Regions from separate parts of the Gossypium hirsutum genome. Here region 1 is linked to region 2. A link is a contact called in public Hi-C data. All regions are on one chromosome and are shown on one strand. Each heading gives the region's core, a stretch centred on a gene start, on an enhancer-like site or on the middle of the called end of the contact. The rest is flanking DNA. Distances are from core to core; before and after follow the strand shown. Region 1 holds the start of LOC121208520. Region 2 holds the start of LOC107944080 (F-box/kelch-repeat protein At1g30090).

What was found. Hi-C and Micro-C count contacts between places; a contact is called where the count stands out from the background.
Region 1: a Hi-C map of leaf shows a contact between it and region 2, with 2.7 times the contacts expected there. The contact joins the promoter of LOC121208520 here to the promoter of LOC107944080 in region 2. A contact is called at or near these places in 3 of 34 Hi-C or Micro-C datasets (callus and leaf).

The regions. Positions count from the first base shown.
Region 1 is chrA10:4,293,868-4,298,889 of Gossypium_hirsutum_v2.1, forward strand. It overlaps LOC121208520, which reads right to left and starts at 3,031. Exons shown (of 4, transcript XM_041079382.1): 1 at 2,956-3,031; 2 at 2,043-2,155; 3 at 1,761-1,814; 4 at 1,564-1,641. The coding sequence starts at 3,031. The coding sequence ends at 1,564. It overlaps LOC107937494 (p21-activated protein kinase-interacting protein 1-like), which reads right to left. Exons shown (of 6, transcript XM_041079627.1): 2 at 4,776-5,022; 3 at 2,956-4,411; 4 at 2,043-2,155; 5 at 1,557-1,641; 6 at 1,040-1,440. The coding sequence ends at 4,347.
Region 2 is chrA10:4,007,507-4,012,114 of Gossypium_hirsutum_v2.1, forward strand. It overlaps LOC107944080 (F-box/kelch-repeat protein At1g30090), which reads right to left and starts at 2,743. Exons shown (of 2, transcript XM_041079612.1): 1 at 2,579-2,743; 2 at 781-2,104. The coding sequence starts at 2,039. The coding sequence ends at 924.

The sequences.
Region 1 (5,022 bases), core at 1,781-4,280, 290 kb after region 2:
TTAATTAAAATATTCATATTTTTACTATAAAATATTTATTATTAAATATTTATAAATTGTAAAATATATTTACTATTAAACTAATAAATTGTATTAATTATAATAATTTATTATGTTATTAAATATAAATAATTGAATATATATGTTTAATGATATTCAACATTATAATATTTGATATTAATATCTTAGTATTTTTAAAAATTAAAATAAAAAATTATTATAATGATAATTTTAGACTTGATTTAAGCTATTTTTATATAAAAATACAATTATTTATAAAAAAGCACTTTTTCAAAAAATAATTTGCTCTCTTTAAGTCAATTTACAATTTAAAATAAAATGGACTTATTTTCCATTAACTTGAAAGTCGTTTTCTATTGACCAAATTATTTTCCAAAAAACAAACACAAAAAAATACAAAAATAAAAAATTTCCTAAATCATTTTCCATGAAACAAACATATATATTACAGCCTAAAATGTTGACAACGTTCAAGGTGATATCTTATTATAATGAGATAGTGTAAGATCCGTTTTAAATCAACAATTGTGGTTAAAACACACGAATGAAAAGACTACAACTATTTGATCAAACCACGTCAAAAATTAAAAAATTGTGTTAATGATCTAAAACTTGTTAAATCAATTACCAAATACATTGTTTTTCTTTAAAAATCAAACTCTCTCCTATAATAATGTTGAAACCAATTAAACTGATTAAAAGATAAATTCACGTTTTTTAATACAAATACTATATGACATGATCAACCATAGATTGTTGTCTTTATTTCCACCATTTGATTTTAAAAAATTCCACAAAATCCCATTATAGTAAAATGTCTATTTAATAAGATTCTGCCTTTTTTATTATTATTATCTGAATACCTTATTATGGATTTGTTTGCATATATATCTTCCCCCGGTTGAAATCAATTACACAAAGTGAGTTAGATCACAAAAAAATTAAATTAATTCCAAATCACATCCAGAATGAATGATCTTATGCATGTTGTAGAAACAAACTCTGGGACAAGCTTCCAAAATCGGAACCACCATGCAAGTAAATATTGCAGAAACAGATAAAGTTCAATGACCTGGGAGCTTCTAACTACTATCCGATGCTCGATGACATAGTAGTTGGATCAAGCACGTGTATAAAAACACCATATTTGTGATTGTCTTAGACAAGCAATCATGTGTTAATATGTTACATATAATACAGAAATATGATGGAAACTAGAAATCCTGATTGATCTTTTTCCAGGCTCCACTTACTCATTATGCATCTAGATAGATGTTTCTTATGTGGATGAATGGAAGTGATGAAATCTCAGAGCCATTACATTATCTTGCAAATAGACGTATATGCGTACAAATGTTTGTTAACCTATTTGACCACTAGCGAAAAACGAGGGATTGGTATTGCTGGCCACTCAACAAACTGTAAATTGGGCAACATGATGAACCTTACACTAGCATTTTATAAATTCAGCTGCATATAAAGAAACAACATTGATAGATATAACATTTGCATGTAAGATTAGGCTTGAACCTTACCGTATGGTTAGCGAGACTTCTTTAGCCGTTTTGGAGGCTTCATTTTCTTCCTCGAATCATCAGGGCTTTTATCATCAATAAAGGGCTGTAAAATAGTGAGAAAATGAATACCATAGCGGGAAAAACATAGAATGTTATAGGTTCTTAACAACAGCAAAGAGAAAACCATCCATGGATCTCAATGAACACAAAGATTAGGAAAACAGCACTTCTAAGAACATGTTTAAGTACAATTTCCAGACAGTTCCAGAAGGCCAACTACAATTAACAGCACTTCTAAATAGTTCATATATGATTAGCTATTGGAAAATATAACAACCCCGGGCTGTGGCTTCATAGAACAGATTCCTTGTATTATAGAGTGCAGGAAGAGGTATATATGCAACTAGAATTAACTAATTGTAGTGAGAACAAAGATAATCATAATTACATATTTAGAAGTTTAGACTGAAAATGTTACTCAATAGATATACATAAATGAAATACCTCATTCCACTTTTTCTGAAGCTCAAGAAGTTCTTGACAGTATGCAAGGCATTCACCATGGTATACAGCAGCTAATTCTTTTATTAATGCCTTCCTCTTAATAATGCCAATCACTGCATAAACATGCATACGTTTTAAGAGATGGTGAAACAAAGAGATTTCAAGGTTTACAGAAGAATTTCATAAAAGGTCTTCAAAGATCCCCAGCTAAAAAAAATCCTAAATCTATTAACCAAGCTACCACATTGGTGGACTGAAGGTAAGGTTAAACCGTCTAAATTAGTCAGACTCGGATGTGAATGAAATTAGAAGATCCTTGTTAGATCATATATCCAAACCCGTGTTTAGATATGCGTTAGCCACAGGTAATGCAACAAAAATGAAGTTCAAGCAACACAGTAAACCATAACCCTCCCTCTCATCAACACTGTAATAGCCATAACCATTTGAATATTGAAGTAACTGAGATACTTTCAAGTTAAAGCAACTTCTTAAAAAAGGCTAAGAGTGCTTCGCATAAAATTGAAGGCACTGAATGATAGTTTCTCAAATAGAAAAAACCAGGCAGACAGAGATCAATATCTAGGTTAAAGCAATAGAATTAAGTCTTTCACATAGTATCATTATACCAACAATTAATTTCTACAAATAATAAAAGCTATTTCAAGTACTGTAAACGCAATTAGCAATTGATTACACAGCTCTTTGAACCCAAAACTTTTCCAACAAAAAAAAAATTTACCAAGCGATACCTATAAAGATCACTCTTCTTTAATCAAAGAGCATAAACCAATAAAAACCGAAATTTACAAAAAGAGAAACAGAGAAGAAAACATTAAGCACAGAGATCAAAACCCTTAACGGAAAAACAAAGAAAAACCAGAAAGCAAAAATAACAGAGGAAAAAGGGTACTTCGACTGGGATCGAATGGAGGACGCCGATCTGGCTGAGCAGCAGCAGGAGAAGGTTGGTTCTGTTCTTGGCTCATGGCTTGAGACTCTTGAAGAATTTTTTTTTTCTTTCTGGTTTGGGGGTGGGGGGGGGGGGTATGCCTTAGAATGATAAACAACTGTTAGAGATAACCCAGTCTAAGCATTCTTTTGTTATTACTGTGGAGAGGCCACACGGTTTCAGGATTTCGATTTTATATATTTTACTTTGCGCTACATTGTTGATGGTACACTAAGAAACGAAAACTGGGTTTTTGTCGGCCTTTTCGTTAAAGTCCACAACTTTTTTCCGACTCTATGCCCGGGTTCCTGTTTCAGCTGGGAAATATCTATGATAGAGCTTTCGAATGTTAAAATAAAGGATAAAATATAAAAATAGTAACTTCTATTACTTTCAGATTATATTTTAGTTATTTATGTTTAAAATATTATATTTTAGTCACTTATGTTATTATGTTGTAATATTTTAGTCACTTTAAATTGTCATTAACGGTATAATAATAAATTAACGTGACACATTAAATATCATTTCAAACACAAGTGATTAAAATGTAACATTTCAAATATAAATAATTAAAATGTAACATAATGTAAACAAAAGTGATTATTTTAATAGTTTACTCTAATTATATTCTTTTAGGGTACAAAACACCTATTCACAAGGCAAGTTAATCAGACCAAATCGACTTATTGAACAAGGTAAGTTAACCGGACCAAATCACAAAACACCTGTTCACAAGGCAAGTTAATCAAACCAAATCGACTAATTCAACTAATTGGACTAAAAGTAAATTAAAATATCAATTTAGAGGACATTAAATTAGTTAACTCAAAATTTGATATTGATAGATTAAATGGAAAAAAAAAATTAATTGAACCCAGCGTTGGAACTGAATTTTTAATATATTTTTATTTTTAATGATTGATTTAATCAAATCAAACAACCAATAGCATGATCAGTTTTGAAAACCTTCCATAAAAATACCAAATATAATCAGCAATATAGTTTGTATCATTTCAGTTTTAAAACCAGATGTGGTAAAAGTTTGGGGGCTAATATTTGATATTTCCCCACCCTAAAGATTCTCACTTCTTACCCCTCTTCTTCTAAGAATTGGATTTTAACCTGAGCTTCTAAAGTTTGACATTCAATCAAGTGCATACACATAATGGAAAATTTTATGAGAATCTCAATTTAAGTAATAAATTTTAAATAAAATGATACAACTCGACAGTCAAAATCAATATGAACAGAATTATCAGTTGTGAATCAAAAAACAGGATTTTTTTCAGCAACCATGAGAGAGCTCTCAAAACCCCTTCTACATAGTTCAAGCTCACTGGCAAATTTTCTTATACTTCTTCTGCCACATCCTCTTCTTTAGGAGTACTCTTCCCAATTCGAGGTCGTTTAGAAGCTGTGAAAGAGAGATATATTGAATCAATGAATAGCAGTTACAATTCACAATAAATCAAGCGCATGAGATTCAGAATGTGTACAACTTCATATAAAAATGTCCGAGAAGAAAAAAAATAAAAAATCAGGTTGTGTCATAATCGTTTAGCATTGTCAGCAAAACAAGTTACTGTGAGGTGAAAGAACCACAAATACTGCATATCAAAAGAAGTTCCCATAATAATTTCAGGCAAGAGTTTTCCATCATTTAACAGCACATGGAAACAATTAGAATGGTTATATTGATGGCAATGGAAGACATCAATATGGCCATAAGTTTACTAGACAGACGAGTCAGTAGGCATAAGAACAAACTGAATACTCACTTTTGAGAGATGATCCAGCAAGACAAGTCAGCCTGGACTTCGTAATAGCCTCGGCCAATGGATTTGGCTTCTCCTTGACAGCCATCCGAACATCCCAAACACGAATAAACCCATCAGATGATGCAGATGCCACTAAATATGGTTCATCATCACTACCACCATCTTTGGTAAGCACAACAATACCTTTTAGACGGGTAGAATGTGCATCCTCGATGCAATAAGCAACCTTACCACTGTTTGTGTCCCA
Region 2 (4,608 bases), core at 1,493-3,992:
TTATAATTATTTGAACTGAGTCTAGATTCATTAGATTTCATATCTTAAAACATAAGTCGAAAATCAATTTGATTATTGACTTAATTGTTGTTGCAAATGGCAATTAGATTAATATTTGAACAACCTTGATTTCTTATAAATTTTTAATTGAGATTTAAACAATCCAATCCTTCACAACCCCCCCCCTCCCCCCATTTTGTTTCACTAACAAAGTGGGATTATGCCACTTAATAACGTGCCTTCCACGTTGAAATTCAACAAAAACAAAAGATACGTATTCCATTATTTTATTTGTCTTAAAAGAGAAGGGGGTGAACCTTCACCATCAAACACTCCAGCTCAATATTTTCAATTAACTCCTCATGTATTTTATTTTTATTTCAAATGAGTACGTGAATGTTAATGTTAAATATAAGTATGTAGTATACATATATTCTTATTCGTTTTTAATACATAAATTATTACTACAAAACAAGATCCTGTCCAAGAATAAACTAAAAACAATGGCCATGATTTTCATTACAGGAAGTGTTAGAAAAAGGAAGACAGGATTCATTGTTTTTTAAATAAATAAAAAATACCAACATCATCTTGCTTTTTGCTAGCAATGTAGCAGACAGAATCAGATTTGTTATTTACTTGAGAATCTGCCATTCTTGTCCCCCCTTAATATAAGCCCTTGCTTAAGGTTCTTTTAACAATTGAATTTGCATCAATGGTTTGCTTAACATGCAAGTTAATGATTTTCCCAAAGTTTCCAATATTCTCCTACCACTGTAATTGTGCTTATAGCCATTGATGATATGGACTTATATTCCATACAAGAATAAAGTGAGTCCATGACCGGAAAAATATATCGACATGCATACTACTTCTGCAATTACAATTTATTGAATGAACTGATAGACAATATGTGATACAAGCTAAGCAAACAGAACCTGAGAAGTTGAGGGTGTCAAGTCAGAAAGTTTTGGACCATCGATAACTTGCCATTCGACACTGAATCTCCACTTATTCTCGGAACTGCCTGTTTGATTCTGTTTCGAGATATAGCCCACGGCAACATGAAGGTTGTGACCAAAGACATATATTATGTTATCGTATGCATTGACAGCAAATGGTTTGCATATCTGTTCTGGTAATGGGGGACCTTGTGTTGTTTCCCAGGAATCATTGTCTGGATAATAAACTTTGAGTTTCATTCTTTCGTGTTCAGAAACCACGAATAAGTGGCCATAAACCACTACGCTCGAGCCAGTCCAACCTTCTCTCAATCCTAGACCCATATTCTCCCAAGTATTAGTTATTGGATCGTAAACTCGACCCCTTGGAGAGACGAAGAATGGCCATAACCAGCCTTCTGTCACTAGAAGCTTTCCATTGAGTACTGCAGAATCATAAGATGCCATATTGGTCCCCATGCTGGCTACTGGATGCCAATTCCCAATTGCGGGATCCATAACCTCGGCCGAGTCGAGCTCAAAAAGATCAGCACTGTTTCCACCAGCTACATATATCATCCCATTAATCACTCCACTTGCAAAAAACGATCTAGCGGTATTCATCTTTTTCATCATAGTCCAATTGTTTTTCTGAATCTCATACTTGAATACCAAGTCAAGAGGGCAATCGACATCGGAGGCCATCATCCCCCCACAAACAAAGAGTGCGCCCTCACCGGGAAACGAAACGCAGCTAATACCACGGGGACAAATATTGTCTTTGCAAGGCATCGTAGGGATGCTATGCCAAGAAAAATTGGTTAAATCAAGAACCTGCCATTCAATTTCACCAGTGCATTTGTGGAAGGCAAGCACAAACAGCCAAGGGTCTTTGAAACCTAGTTCCTTCCTTGAAGTGAAAAATCGTTCTTTATTACCAAGCAGAAAGTGCCATCGTTTGCATACGGCTTTACAAGCGGTATGGCTCTCGACCGGAAGTCGAAGGAGACAATTAAGGGCAACATCATCAGGAAGGCCTGGAATAAGGGGTTCCCCTTGAAGATACAACTCAAACTGAAACCCTTTGCCTAACCTCATCTTTTGGTATAAAAATCAACCCCTTTGCCTCTCCCAAAACACAGCAATCTAAAACCCTTTTAACACTACAGAAAGAACCTTGTTTCAGCAAGAAATTCCCAGTTTTTATGAATTGAACAACTTAAACATCCAAATCCCAGTCAAAACTTCAAAGAACCTATTCCAAGTTACAGAAAATTTTAACCCTTTCTATTAATATACACCACTATGATGCCAAGGCAGGGAGAAAAGATAACAAAGCGTTATAAAAAAAGGAAAAAGAAAAAGAAAGAAAAGTCAATAACCCATATGATAGGATCTTTGAATATAACCTAAAACAATCTAAACTTTTGCTCCTACCAATAAGAAACCCAAAAACCCATAAAAAAAGAAAGAAACCCTGCCACTATGGCCTACAGAGATGATATAATTCAGAAAAGAGACTAAAACCCAGAAAATACTTTATATAACATATAAATATAACTTTGCAAATAAAAGCAGATTGCATAAATAAGAAGAAAAAGAGATGAGAAGAAAGGAACTGATATGTGGAGACTTACAAAAATGGGATTTTCTTTTTCTTGAATACTTGCTATATCAAATAAACAGTATAGCCATCTTTTTGTGAGATTTTAAGCTTGTTTACCCTGCCCCCCTCCCCCCCATTCCCCCCATGGGACTCTTCCAATATTGGAAATAAGAACGAAAGGATATGGACTGTATATGATTCTGATTTATGAGATATATTAATTAATATTAATTATCATTAAATGAATTTCAAAAATCTTCCTTGTTTATTTTTTATTTTTAAATATATATATTTTTAATTTACTTATTTATATAATTAAAATTTTAAATAATATTAACAAATATTGAGTTATAATTAGGATGAAATCGATTAGTTAAAAACTAATTATAATTACGATGAAATTGATTAGTTAAATCAATTGAATTAAAAATTAACAGACATATTATTATGAATAAAGTTAAATTGATTTTTACTGAAAAAATTAAATCAATTTTTTCTATTTTAAATAATTTTTAAATTTTATAAATTCTAATAATTTTTAATCAATTTCAACCATTAATTCGATTTTTTTAATTATAAAAAAAAGCCTTGGATTCAAATAAAAAAAAAGAATATTACTGCGAATAGGAGCTAGTTCCAAATATCAATAATTATTCAGAAATTAAATTTCTGTGAGGAAAAAAAATGGTGAATGGTGGTACAGACTGTAGGCCCACTGGAAGTCTAAAACCACGCGCTAAAGAAGTAATTCCAAGTTCCAACGCCAGTAAACAAGAGCAAAAGGTTGGGAACATTGTAAGACACGCGCTTTTAACTGCGGGGTTTTGAAGAAAACTGTCTTTTCACAATCCAAATCCAAATATTTAAGATTTGAGTTCAAAGTTGAAACCTCGGAAAGTTTGATCAAAAACAAAAAGGGTGTTTTAAACCCGTAAGAGCTGCTTATAATCTTTTCGTAATTTAAAAAATTTCTCTCTTTTTCAACTGCACTTACTATTTTTTTTATTGTTGATTTTCTTTTAAATTTTAGGTGACATTGTAATAATTTTTTTTACCTTAATTAATTATTAAGGGTTTGATTCTCGTTCTATATATGAAATAGTTTTAAAATTTATTGTCAATATTTACCCTCTTAATAAACTTACGGAATACAAAATATTAATTACTAAATTCACTCTAGTAGATATCTTAAGAAATAATATATATTTAAATTTATTATAATGTTATTTTTTAAATAATTATTATATGGATATTTATTTAAAATTTTAAATATCGCAATATATATTTGAAAAGTTTTTAGTAATTGAATTTAAATTTTAAAATTTTTAAAAAATTAAATTAAATTTTCTAAAAAATGAAAAAAATTGCATTTCAAAAAGATTACTTAATCATTTAAATGAAAAATGAAAGGTTAACATTTTTAGCAACTCAATCAGATCAAAGAGAAAGAAGCATGAGAGAAACGACTTAAAAAAGGAGTATTATGTTGACTCATAGAAGTAGTCTGGTATCCAAATCGAATCAGAAAGAGTAAGACTGACAATTAAACTTGAATATAACATCTGGCTAACCACGACCCTTGGCTAAGAAGAATGGTGATGGCAGTAGAATGAAACCACAATGTTGCCTCTCACCAGGACTCAAGACTTGATAAACCTTCTTATCTAGTTCTGTAGCTAATTTCGATGCACCCTACACAGTCCTAGTAAAGAAACAGAAAAAAGAGAACATGTTTGATGGATTCCACATCTCGGGCAATAAGGGTCCACTACCCTAAAGTCTCTTGACAAGATTTTCTCTGGTTGTCATCGGATTATGACAAGCCCTTCATGGGATGTTATTAATCTTTGAGACAACATGAAGGCCCTATAAATGTTTTCCATCTCTTGCATGACTGTGCATCACAATGACAACAGCCATTTGAGGTTGGAGCGGTGAAGAGAGCCATTGGTATCTGGACTGAACATTGTAGGGACCGTCTTTTGAGAAAAGCCAAACAAATGCGCGAACTACAAGCGCAATACATCTTGAATTTCAATCAGTAATGTCCTTAACCATTGT